2 separate regions of the Xenopus tropicalis genome follow, and region 1 is linked to region 2. A link is a contact called in public Hi-C data. All regions are on one chromosome and are shown on one strand. Each heading gives the region's core, a stretch centred on a gene start, on an enhancer-like site or on the middle of the called end of the contact. The rest is flanking DNA. Distances are from core to core; before and after follow the strand shown.

The links. A called contact is a pair of places that touch in the nucleus more often than the background predicts.
Region 1: a Hi-C map of neurula embryo shows a contact between it and region 2, with 2.5 times the contacts expected there. The contact joins the promoter of LOC100328980 here to the promoter of ints7 in region 2. A contact is called at or near these places in 5 of 5 Hi-C or Micro-C datasets (brain, gastrula embryo, liver and 2 more).

Annotation. Positions count from the first base shown.
Region 1 is chr5:14,879,098-14,886,053 of UCB_Xtro_10.0, forward strand. LOC100328980 (NIMA related kinase 2) reads left to right here and starts at 2,419. Exons shown (of 9, transcript NM_001171185.1): 1 at 2,419-2,845; 2 at 3,974-4,191; 3 at 4,977-5,217; 4 at 6,247-6,329; 5 at 6,448-6,574. The coding sequence starts at 2,750.
Region 2 is chr5:14,744,849-14,751,071 of UCB_Xtro_10.0, forward strand. ints7 (integrator complex subunit 7) reads left to right here and starts at 4,460. Exons shown (of 20, transcript XM_002934697.5): 1 at 4,460-4,699; 2 at 5,368-5,497; 3 at 5,592-5,738. The coding sequence starts at 4,567. It overlaps dtl (denticleless E3 ubiquitin protein ligase homolog), which reads right to left and starts at 4,284. Exons shown (of 15, transcript NM_204071.1): 1 at 4,122-4,284; 2 at 1,912-2,037; 3 at 1,367-1,465; 4 at 1,192-1,253; 5 at 401-521; 6 at 188-253. The coding sequence starts at 4,173.

The DNA of each region.
Region 1 (6,956 bases), core at 1,169-3,668, 130 kb after region 2:
GAAGGGTTGAACTTGATGGACTCTGGTCTTTTTTCAACCGTATGTAACTATGTAACTATGTAAGCCTTCAGTGTTAGTTTATTTTAATCTATCTATAACCTTTTAAAGGGGTTGTCCACCATGGAGTTAACGTTTAGTATGGTGAAGAGGGTAATATCATGAGATAATTTGCAATTGGTCTTTATTTTTTATTATTTGCAGTTGTTTTGCTGCTCTCCAGTTTGGAATTTCAACAGATAACTGGTTGTTAGGGTCCAAATTACCTTAGCAATCAGGGAATGGTTTAAATGACAGACTGGAATATGAATCGGAGAGAACTTGAATACAAAAATAAGTAATGAAAAGTAACAATAAAACTGTAGCCTCACAGAGCAATAGTTTTTGTCTGCTGGGGTCAGCAGTCCCCATTTGAAAGCTGGAAAGAGGTGGAAGAGGAAGGCAAGTAATTCAAAAACTATAAAAATTTAATAATGAAGACCAATTTAAAGTTGCCCATTCTGTAACATCCTAAAAGATAACTATAAGGTGAACCACCCCTTTAAAAGCTATTGGGGTGGTGGGATCTTCACAGTTACAGAGTTATCACTATGTGATTTGAATTTGGAACTGACAAAAACACATCGCAATACATGCATTTTTACATGCTCAACATGCATTTGTAAGTGCAGAAATATACACCTGTGTGTAACAGTCCTGATAGTAGAAAATGTAGAGAATTGGGGAGATATGCTAGCCCCCTCACCACAGAGCTGTGGGGGAATGTCAGTGATGTCACTGACGTGGGGGGATTGACAGCTCTGCATTAATTCCATATTCAAAATGTATGGGATTTGCATGAAACACAAGACTGTATTTTTACATAAAACCCATTGGACTCCTACATCTTCCCCAAAGAATAAACACCACCCAGATACCAGGTTTTGCAACGATGTTTGCAACACAGGTACTTTACCAATAGACACTTATTGGACTAATCCATTAGTTAATCCCCAACATGACAAAAGACTCAGACATCAAAGCAGTCTATGAATTCAAAGAACAGACTCAACTGTGCTTTTATTGCCCACTTGTGTTTACACAACCATAATTCCCATTGAGCCTGCCTCAGTCAGTAGGTTCTATGGCACCTGGTTTGCACATCATCAGGTTCATTCATATGCTAAGTACATGCACTGGGGTAATAAGGAGGTGGAAGATGGGCCCCTTACAGGCCTGGGTTGTATTCTATATTAACCTGAATGAGAATCCCCTAAAAGCCACTTGTGCCCTTTAGGGTGAAGGCACACAGAGCTACTAGTAGCAGCTACTTGTCACGGCTACTAAAATAGACAATGCTGATCATTTACTGATAATTGTCTCTTCATGTGTTTTAGCAGAGGCAAATCTCAGTATTGTCTATGGCAGGCGATTTTATAGCGTTTAGTAGCTGTAAAAAAGTAGCTGCTACTAGTAGCTCCGTGTGTCTTCACCCTTAATGACAGGTGATTAGAATTAAAGGTAGCCATACACCTTCAGATCCGCCCGCTTGGTGATATTGCCAAGCGAGCGGATATTCTCCTAATATCCCCCACCTACGTGTTGGCGATATCGGACAAATCCACACTAATTTGGTCGTTTGGCCCTGGGGACGGGTATAGGAGAATCGGATCGGGGGCCGCATCGAAGAGCCGATATGGTCCCCAAACTGACTACATTTTTTAACCTGCCCAATCGATATCTGCCCTATTTCAGGCCAGATATCAGTCGGGCAGGCTGTAAATCGCCGTTGGGTTGGCATCCGTGGAGCCAAAATCACTGAATTTTCCTCTCAAGGCAACTTCCCAGACTTTGTGACGCCGTGTATGCTATCCCAGCGGCGATTTACATTCTAGCCAGTGGGATGGTATTTCGGGAAGATTAGTCGCCCGCGACAAGGGAGATTTGTCGCGCGGCGACTAATCTCCCCGTGTGACACAGCCCTTACAGGTTATATAAATAAGCTGCTTTGTAGCACTGGGGGCAGCCATTCAAGCTGGAAAAAAAGTAAAAAAAGGACAGGTTCCATTACAGATAAAATATAATGGGGGGGGGGTATCTATTTACTGCTAACTACTCTGTGCCTTTTCTTCTTAGAAAAGAAAAAAAAAACTGTGCCCCCACAGCTACATGGCAGCTTTGTTTATGTAAACTATAATAGTCTATTTGAGGCACACACACCAGTTGCACTAGTGCAGGGAAACAGTATTGCACTATGTAATCACTTTTATACACTTTCATTTTTTGGTGTTACTGTTGCTTTAAACTACCTCAGAAGTCCAGTTTATAAACTACAGTTCCCAGCATCGGGGCCAATGGCATTGTGGGAGTTGTAGTGCAATTTCCGTTTGTGTTTTCGCGCCCTCCCCTGGCGCCGCATCAGTTCCCAGGAGACGAGGCACGCTTCCCACAGGTTACAAACGGCAGTTATGAAAGTCAAGCGTCGTAGTCGTGTTTTCCCTGCCCTCAGCCAATCATAAAGGCCTGACCTGTTCCGCATCCGCCAATCTGCATGTTTGAAAGACGAACGCTTGCAGCCATTGGTCTAACCTGGCCGGGCTCCCTAGGGCAGCCAATCAGCGAGTCTTTTAGCTGGAAGCCACGAAGTTTAAAAACGGCCTAGTACTGGCTGGAATGATACGCTTGTGTGGGGTTTAGGCGTCAAGGTGTTCGGGGCTACGTGGTGGATCTGGGAGTTGTACGTCGGTGGGCTTATTTCGTGCGGGGGCAGAGAATGCCGTCCCGGGTGGAGGATTACGAAGTATTGTACACTATCGGCTCTGGCTCCTACGGGAAATGCCAGAAGATTCGCAGGAGGTCGGACGGGAAGGTGAGGGAACTTCTCCTCGTAAGGCACCTGGGGGGTTGTTATCTGGGCCATTCATAGGAGGGGCCACTTTCAGCGGCGCTTAAGGATCTACCTGTTGGTGTTCTACTGCTGTTGTCCCCCCTTCCCCACTACTGGAACAGTGGCTGGGGGGGTCCCAGTGGGTCAGGGGCTGGGGGGGGGTCCCAGTGGGTCAGGTGCTGGGGGGGGGTCCCAGTGGGTCAGGTGCTGGGGGGGGTCCCAGTGGGTCAGGGGCTGGGGGGGGGGGTCCCAGTGGGTCAGGGGCTGCTGCCCTGCAGGCTTTTGTTTATACAGAGGGTTTCTCATTATAATCACATTATAAAAACCAGGAAGTTGGGATCAAAACTGCTTCTGGTTTTACTCTTTGCCCTGCTTAGTGCAAGAAATATCAAACAATATTGGAGTAAGAAGGGGCGCAAAGTATATAACAACAGTCAGTGAAATCTTCTTGAACCAATGAACAGTCTGCCAAGCAAAATGTATATAATGTGGTAACTGTTCACAGGAGAAGTGTCTTCGTGGTGCATGTTCAGTAAGGTGTGCAGCCACCTTATGTAGTAAGCCAATCTACCGATAAGTAAATTCACATTAAAACAGAGGGAGGCACTCCCATAGTGTAAGATCAAAAATACATAGTTTAATAAATTAAAAATTACACTTACAAACATCGGAGCATAATGAGACTGTTTGATACGCTCATTATGCTTCGATGTTTGTAAGTGTAATTTTTATTAAACTATGTATCTTTGATCTTACACTATGGGAGTGTGTCTCTCTGCTTTTATGTGAAGAAATATTGAAGCTATGCTTATGAATTTAAACATTAGGCAAAGCTATACCCAGCACAAATCATTAAGATCCTGTTAAAGGGTGTTTGCCGCGCATTTAATGCTCTCCGTGTTCTATTTTTAACTGTGTGGCAGCGCACTGTAGGAGTCTTAGGGCAGCTTGTAACATCTGCTGAGGGGAACAATTGGCCTCTCTCTGTAGGCTTGTTGTCAAGGCCACATAACCTGTTTGGGGTTCACATATGGACTGATGAGAGTGTATTTTTGGGAAATGGCAGACGTGCTTATAACACATGTTCTGTACCCCCCCCCCCTCTTCCAGCTGTTGGTATGGAAAGAACTGGACTATGGGACAATGACCGAGGCAGAGAAACAGATGCTGGTCTCTGAAGTGAATCTGCTGCGAGAACTCAAGCACCCGAACATTGTGCGTTATTATGACCGCATCATTGATCGGACCAACACTACCCTCTACATAGTGATGGAGTACTGCGAAGGGGGTGACCTGGCCAGCCTCATTGCTAAATGCACTAAAGAAAGGTACCGGCATCTAACAAGAACACTCTCCAGTAATGATCTAGTACATGGGCTGACACATTGATGGGCATTGATGTTTCTGCCAGTATTTCTATGGAGACGGGGATTAAAAATCTTTTGTCCGCTGTTGCAAAACTCCCTGCAGTGTAAAGGCCTGACATGTTTGTGCATAACCCTTACAACGCAATGCTGCTATTCACTGGAGTGTATTATAGTTTTGGCACAGGGAGTCTGGCAACAGAAAGTTTATCCAGGTCAGGGGAAATTATAGGAAGGCAACAAGTAAAGCTGTTGCGCTTCTTAGTGTAAAACCAGCAATACAGCCATGTGTTAAGATTAAGAATTGTAAGCTCTGTGGGGCAGGAGTCTAATTTCTTGAGTCTTTCATACTTGGCTTTTAATCTTTGATATAACTACTTTTTTTGTATTGACACCTGTTTTATTCTATGAATATATTGTTCTACTATACAGTGTAGCGCTATATAAAGAGATACATATATACAGAAAGCCAAATTCACTGGGGTGGTGCCAATTTGTTAGGTGCCTCAACTGAACCTAATCATTAAGCTGGGACCCCAGGCCAGCACCCCTTTCTAACTAGCTATGTTCCATTTTGTCATTTCTCAACCATATGGTGGGCAGTACCCATTGCCTTGGTATTTTTTACAGAAGAGGAGCCCCAGCCCCAGGGTCTAAGGTTAGGGATTTGATTTATTAGGGGGGCTGCCTACAAGAGTGGCAAAGTAACACTTTTAGTTTAAAATCCTTTTTTTTTTTTTTTTTTTAAGGCAATATTTGGAAGAAGACTTTATCCTACGTATTTTTTCCCAACTGGCCCTGGCACTTAAAGATTGCCACAAAAGAAGCGATGGTGGTCACACTGTGCTCCACCGAGACCTGAAACCTGCCAACATCTTCCTAGATGCCAAAAACAATGTGAAGCTCGGAGACTTTGGGTTGGCCAGAATACTGCATCATGACTCCAGTTTCGCCAAGACGTTTGTTGGCACACCATACTACATGTCTCCAGTAAGTATCTGGCTGTGATATTGTGCAGTTTGAATACGCTAGTGACTTGTATTGGGTTAGTATTCTAGGCTTACGGAACTGGAGTCTTTTCTTAGAAATCTGGAACTGTTCTCTTCAACACTGTTTTCCCTGAGTGTTGCAAACGCTTGCTCACTTGTAGCGGCATGGCTAGTTTGTCCAGTTTCCTCACTGCCCTTGAGTCTTGATGGCTGTATTGAGACATTTTCTTCTGTCTGGAAAGTACGTAAAGTTTGTTTATATCCAGTGCTGAAATATGGAGGTGGCTAGGTGGACTCTTCCCTTGCAACTGTGCAGTGCTAGCTTAAGGCCATCTTGGAAATTGTATCTCCGACAAGGTGCCTATGGCATCAGCTCGGGGTACAAGGTAGGCGATTTAAGTCACTTGGGGGTGCCTAACATTTTGGCACCCCCAGTGACTTTGCCTTTCCTTCTCCTTTAACTTTTTCTTTTAAATGGGGGTGGTGACAAAGATTGGAAGTACAAATAAACAATAGTGTGAGGCACAGCAGGATCCAAGACATTAAAGAGTAGAATTTAACAGATAAGGTTACAATGTAGTATTTACCACAGAAGGCTGATAACAGAGAATTGCATACAATACAAGGCAAAACTCTGAATGCATAGGCAAACAAGGTCTTTATGAGGTATTATGCTTCAGTGACACCCTGATACATGTCTAACCAAGGGGCCCAAATTTTTTATCACACATTTCGCAGGGTGTGTGTGTGTGTGTGTAAGTTTCTTTATGGTAGAAAATGCTTTCATTCAGATGGCTACAATGTCACTGACATTACCTGGATATAGCAGGGACTGATGTAAATGGAATAACTGTGTAATATGTGCTCCATCTGCCCTAATGGTTTAAGGGGATGCTAAAAAACTAAAGCTGAAGATGCAACATTGAAGTTCATTGAGATGAATATATCTGCTACAAAGCAATACCTGAAAAATTAGAGAAACACTGCTGCCAATTTTACAACAGTGGCAATTTTCTGTTTTATGTTTCAGGAACAAATGAACAGAATGTCCTATAACGAGAAATCTGATATCTGGTCGTTAGGATGCCTCCTGTATGAACTCTGTGCTCTCTCGTAAGTAAAATACTGTTTTATTTCAGTGTTAAATCTATGTGCATCTAGCAAAAGATGAAATAAACCTAAAATTGCCAATTTGCAGCCTGTTCATTTGGGGAACCCTGTTTTATTTTAGGCCACCTTTTACGGCTTACAATCAAAAGGAACTGGCAGAAAAGATCAGAGAAGGAAGGTTTAGGCGCATTCCTTATCGCTATTCAGAAGAGCTTAATCAAGTCATAACAAACATGCTCCATCTAAAGGTAGGCATTCCCTTTGTAATGTCATGCATTAGTAATTGGCGCTAAACGAGGCAGTGATATAATTTGTGATTGTGTATAAACGCTTCATAAATGCTTAAGTGTCAGGTTTAAAGGAACAGTAACACCAAAAAGTGTTTTTAAAGTACTAAAAATACAATATACTATTGGCCCTGCACTGGTACAGCTGGGGTGTTTGCTACAGAAACCCTACTATAGTTTATATAAATACCCTGCTGTGTAGCCCCGGGGGCAGCCATTCCTGCACTGGTACAGCTGGGGTGTTTGCTACAGAAACCCTACTATAGTTTATATAAATACCTTGCTGTGTAGCCCCGGGGGCAGCCATTCCTGCACTGGTACAGCTGGGGTGTTTGCTACAGAA
Region 2 (6,223 bases), core at 3,210-5,709:
TCAAGCATAGTAAGCCTGCATTCACATTCATAAGCATTTTCCCAGTTGTAAACTGAAGCTTAGTTTAAGGCACTGAGCAATTCCAAGTGTTGTTATGCATTGGAATTAATAGGCAAGGAAATATATTTCGCACAAACTCCCACAGATTTATAGTATGCTATATAAGAGATACAGATTTTAAACATACCTTTCTTATTGCATCTAGTGTCCCACACCATGATGTTTCCATCTCTTCCTCCAGTACTGAAAACAGCTAGAAGAAAATAACAGAGCATGTAACAATCAAGGCAATGGGATTGGGTGACCTTACACCCTAAAGAGAATACAATATCAACAGTGGTACAAAGACAGTGGTTTCAATACAAACACTGGTAAAGCAGAAAGAAAAGTGGTACATTACCTTTCTCAAATTTTGAGAAGGCAACAGACTTCAGGCTGCACTGGTGTCCTTTACACTCTCCAATCAGATCCCCAGCCTTCACGTCCCACAGCTTTGCAGTTTGGTCCCCTGAAGCTGTAACCTAAACATGAGGGAGGGTGAGGATATTAGAGAATTGCTATTACTGTTCCTGTTATGCATGCTCTATACAAACAGCCCAGGAAGAGTAGGGCTGGTAATTGCATAACATACTGCACAGAATGTACCGCCCACTGCATGTGTGTGAGATTGCAATAAATTGCACTGTGATTTGCAGTTAAACACAGCTTTATTTAGCCAATATAGTTTTAAGAGTCTACCTTCAATCGAAGATCAATTGCAAATTGCCTTTTCATCATGCTAAAAGTTAACAACCCCTTCTTTGTCAACATATATTTTTCAACATATGTTTGGCTACAATCCTTATCATTCTGAGGCCTCCTTGGCGATGAGGAATAGAACTGCCCACTTTCAAACTAAGCAGGTGAAAATGCCCAACATCTTAGCTTTGGACACATGAGAAAGACAGTAGATCTTTAGATATTCTGCGTTATACATCTTTTGGGCCCTTTAATGATACTTTACAGAAGGAACAAAAATCCACAAATATACAGCACCAGAAATAATGCAGGCACAAAGTCTACCAGCTCTAATCTAGCAGATTTATATTTAAGAGTTATCAGTAACCATGCAAAGCAGCCAGTTATGAAAAAGACCAAGTGTAATTAGACAAAACAAATGGCAGACATGGGGAGAGATGCAGTTCAACTTACTAGCTTGTGTTCCCCAGGCACCCAGGCAATGTCAAAAACAGCATTAGTGTGCGCCATGAATTCTAGGAATGATAAATGGAACATTAAGTATTAATTAACAATGAATACATGAACTATTACATGCACCATTGGGCACAATATTATAGGGCTGATTGTGCAGAAGCAGAGTTCTTACCTTTCACAACAAGCCTTTGTACATCCCGGCACTCTGTATCATACAGCCTGACTATGCCTTCTTCGTTGGCAACAGCAAGTACATGAGACATGTCCGGCACTGCAAACACAGGGAAATACATGTTGATGCTCTTGTATTTTATCATCAGGTTTATATGTTTGGTGCTTACAAGAGGAATGGGCTGCTTTAATTGCACAGCGTTTTATTGCACAGCAATGTGTACATAAGTAGCACTATATAAATACAAATATACATGTGTAGGAAACAACAGTCAAGTGTTGGTGGGTAACAGCAAAGCACCACCTGCTGTGTTACCATTCCATTCCTGTTTATTCCATTGGCAGCTCCTGGGGAGCAGGGCCAGAAGGAAGGCACTCAGGGCATGGAAGGGTAGCACTAAGTACGCAGGAATGCTTGTCATGGTAAACAGCACGGTTCCTTTGTTCAACCAAAAGTTTAAGCAGGCTGTACATCCCAATTATGATTAGCAGATAAACTATTTTATGATCTATTTGAAAGATCAGCGGAGTGATGACAATAATTACCTGTACTAAAGGCACATCCGAAAGGTGGAACAGCGGCACCCAACTCCCCATACGAAGTATGCTCATCATGTTTGGCACATTGATAACATTGTAGCAGAGACTGAAGGGGGTGTGTAAAAGGGACACCTGTATGGAAAGGATAAAAAATATTAAAATCTGTTTTAGTAGACAAGACTGCTGTACACAATTTGTAGTTTAAAGGAAATCTATACCCTCAGAATGATGTTATGTTGACACATTAAAGAATCTCGCCAAACTGGAATATATATATCAGTAAATATTGCACGTTTACATCCTTTCCCTTGAGCCGCCATTTAGTGATGGGCTGTGTGCTCCCTCAGAGATCAGCTGACAGGAAGTGATGCAGCTCTAACTGTAACAGGAAGTAGTGTGGGAGCAAAAGGCAGAACTCTGCCCATTCATTGGCTGATGGGGCCTAGCATGTATGTGTGCCTTGGCTTGTTTGTGTGCACTGTGAATCCTATGATCCCAGCAAGCGGCCCTTAGTACTTAAAATGGGGTTTTCTATTTACGAGTACTCAATAGCTCATACTACTAAAAAGTATATTTTTAGAGAGACCTACATTGTTTGGGGGTAGTTTTCCTTTAATAACCAGTAATTTACAATATAAATTGTGCAATATAATCCTAGATTGAAAGAATTTTTATGGAGATTTTATAATATATATCAGTCCTTCAAGTATCTGCACTCAAATGCAAAACCCATATATATCGGGGTGCAGTTACAATACACAAAAAAGGTGGAACAGCGGCACCCAACTCCCCATACGAAGTATGCTCATCATGTTTGGCACATTGATAACATTGTAGCAGAGACTGAAGGGGGTGTGTAAAAGGGACACCCTCTGGCATTCCCAGTACCCAGAGGCACAAACAGCCCCCCCAGCCCAATAAATAGTGAGTGTCTGTGGCACCTTACAGCCCCCCTGGCATTCCCAGTACCCAGAGGCACAAACAGCCCCCCCCAGCCCAATAAATAGTGAGTGTCTATGGCACCTTACAGCCCCCCTGGCATTCCCAGTACCCAGAGGCACAAACAGCCCCCCCAGCCCAATAAATAGTGACTGTCTGTGGCACCTTACAGCCCCCCTGGCATTCCCAGTACCCAGAGGCACAAACAGCCCCCCCAGCCCAATAAATAGTGACTGTCTGTGGCACCTTACAGCCCCCTGGCATTCCCAGTACCGAGAGGCACAAACAGCCCCCCCAGCCCAATAAATAGTGACTGTCTGTGGCATCTTACAGTCCCCCTGGCATTCCCAGTACCGAGAGGCACAAACAGCCCCCCCCAGCCCAATAAATAGTGACTGTCTATGGCATCTTACAGCAGCCCCCCTGGCATTTGCCAGTGTAGTGCAGGCCTGAAAGAAAAATTTTCCTGATCCTTAGGTGACTGAGTGGAAGACCTGAGCGCCCAATACCATATTCTCCAATAAGCAGCAAGCTAGGGCTGTGCAGGGAGCCGCCGGGACACACAACTGTGAGGGGCCACATGGCAGTAGCGCTCTTATATCACTGAAGTTATAACAGCTGCTTTACAGCAATTACTCACACTATGTTGTCTGAGGAGACACTTGTGTCCAAGCAAAGGAATGCAAGCTCCTCTGATACTACTTTTTACTCTGTAAACCGTTTGCTAGGTTATTGTAAGACCCCTGTTTGTTAAAAATGAATGTACAGTTCTGTGTAACTTGCTGGTACTATATAAAGAATAACATGAACTGCTGCTTGCAATAGACAAGCTTACATTTCCCAAAACCTAATACTGCTATACAGATAATAATGTTAATAAGGATATAAGTGTGCCCAAGGAGTCCCCGTGCCCAAGGAGTCCCCGTGCCCAAGGAGTCCCATGCCCAAGGCACAGAGCCGCAGTACAAGCACTTTTATACTATCATTTAGCTATTTTCTATTTCAGTGAGTCATGTGACCAAGTTGCACCATTAAGCGCCGAGAATAAGGGGCAAACTACCAATACAATATTATATATATATATATATATATACACACACAGGCACACATAGGACACACACACCAAAGCTCAGTAAAATAATAAAGCACAGCAAATCCATGTATCCCAGTATATTTGTATAGTTGGGCAGGCAGGGCCCTCCCTGGGACTAGGAGCCTGGGCAAACGCCGCTCTATGTAACGGGGATAGATATTTTGGCGCAATGTCTGACACTCACCCCTTTGCCTGCAGCCCAAGCGAGGTTTGTTTACCACAGATCGAAACAACATGGCGAGGAATGAATGAGATCTCAGCTATGGCAGATGCGGATCCAAGCAGTAACAGCAGCGATAAAGGCCCCAAGGGAGAGCTCCGCTCCTGCACTCCTTCCCCTCACACAGCCCGCAGCCCAAAGGAACAAACCTCCCGCGAAAACCAAAGCGCCAAGAGAAGAATCTCCCGCGAAATCCCATTCTCTCTCCTGATTGGTCCGATCAGAGTGCCCGCGCAGTGCACTACGGGGATTGGACGGGCTCCAAAGTCTGGTTACGACCAATCAGACGCTCGGAGACGGTCTCACTAGTGCATTATGGGGATTTAGGAGCGGAGGCTGCTGATTTGCGCATGCGTTAGGATCTGTCATGGCGGCCTTGTAGGCTGAATGGGATGTTGTAGTGTGGGTAATGAGAAGGGAAGGTATTAGCCAGAAAACTAACATGGCGTCTGGCGGAGCTGCCAGTAGGGCCTTCTTGGCAGATGCTGGGCACGGAGAGCAGGAACTGGATGCCAACTCGGCGCTAATGGAGTTGGACAAAGGTATCGCTGCTAGCGAGAGGCAATGGGGCAGTAGTGGTGCTGCCATAGCGATAGCAACGATTTTATTTGTGGAACTCAAGACAGCATCGGTGTGACAGACAGCTGCCATTTTGATTAATATTGGGGTAACTAGTTTGAGATCCATTGTGAGGGGGGCAGTGTAACTCAGCCTTCTTGTGTAAACAAAAGGGGACTTTATCTTGTACATATAAACCAAGCAATGCTAATACAGCAGTGAGGGGGCATTAATTGGTAGGACAGGTGGCCATCTAGCCAACTAAGCCACTGAGAGAGTCCAGAATAGATATGGGAATTCCTTTTACTGTCCTTATCACCTGGGCAAAGGCAGGAGTTGTACAGGGATAATGGTGTCCTGTTGTGCTTTTTTGTAGTTAAATCATTTAGTTATTCCCTTTGGGTATTTATTTAACAAAAGTGTACATCATAAATGCACTACAACAATATATTAGTCCCTAAGGTTCATTTTATTTGTATGTCTAATTCTGTCTGCTATCTCTGCTTATTCCATAGAGGTAATAATTCTCATTCATCCATCTCATCTTGCTATACAGTATCTACAGCAAGTGGACTTACCGTGCTTTAGAATCATTAATGTCAAATCATTGCACCATTGTAAATGTCATTTTATATATATTTATCTCTACTAGGTTTGCGATCCGGAAAGCTCGGGGAGCAGTGTGAAGCTGTAGTCCGTTTCCCAAGGTTGTTCCAGAAATATCCTTTTCCCATTCTCATCAATTCTGCTTTTCTCAAGTTGGCAGATGTATTCAGAGTTGGGTATGTTCTGAATGACAAATATATGTGTATATGAGTATATGAGTCTCTGTGGGCTAATAACATATAACATGATTTTTTTTTCTTGCTTTTGTAGGAATAATTTCCTCCGTCTCTGTGTACTGAAAGTGACCCAACAGAGTGAGAAACATTTAGAGAAAATCCTGAATGTTGATGAGTTTGTGAAAAGGGTTTTCTCTGTCATTCACAGCAATGACCCGGTGGCCAGAGCAATAACTCTGAGGTAAGAGACGTGCTGACTGCAAAACCCTCAGCTCGTTCTATGTCAGTTTTCAGCTAGTGCAGGAAGTGTATGAAGACAAAAGAAATCAAAATATTCCTTAATTGACGAGTTCAAACCTTTGCTTGTAGAGCAGTTGGGTCACAAGCAATTTTGCTGGCACATGTGGAAGTCAGTTATATGAATCTGATCATTCAGTCCGTAGGCCACACAGACAGGTTGTTGAAGATTTGCTGCCCTCTCTCTAAAGGGGTTCCCTCTACATGGGTTGATGGCCACAGTGCCTTGTAGCTGCATGCGTGACCATGTTACATTGAGTATTTGTGTTTGTAAAAGGTAGTACACAGCCCTTTCTTCTCTATAGCAATAGTCAAGTCTAACAAGCAGTATTTGCTATTTCCTGTGTCTTTTATACTCCGTTTACATTGTAAACCTAAAGGGGACATGTCTTTATTTGTATTTTTAATTATTTATCTTTTTGTTCAGCA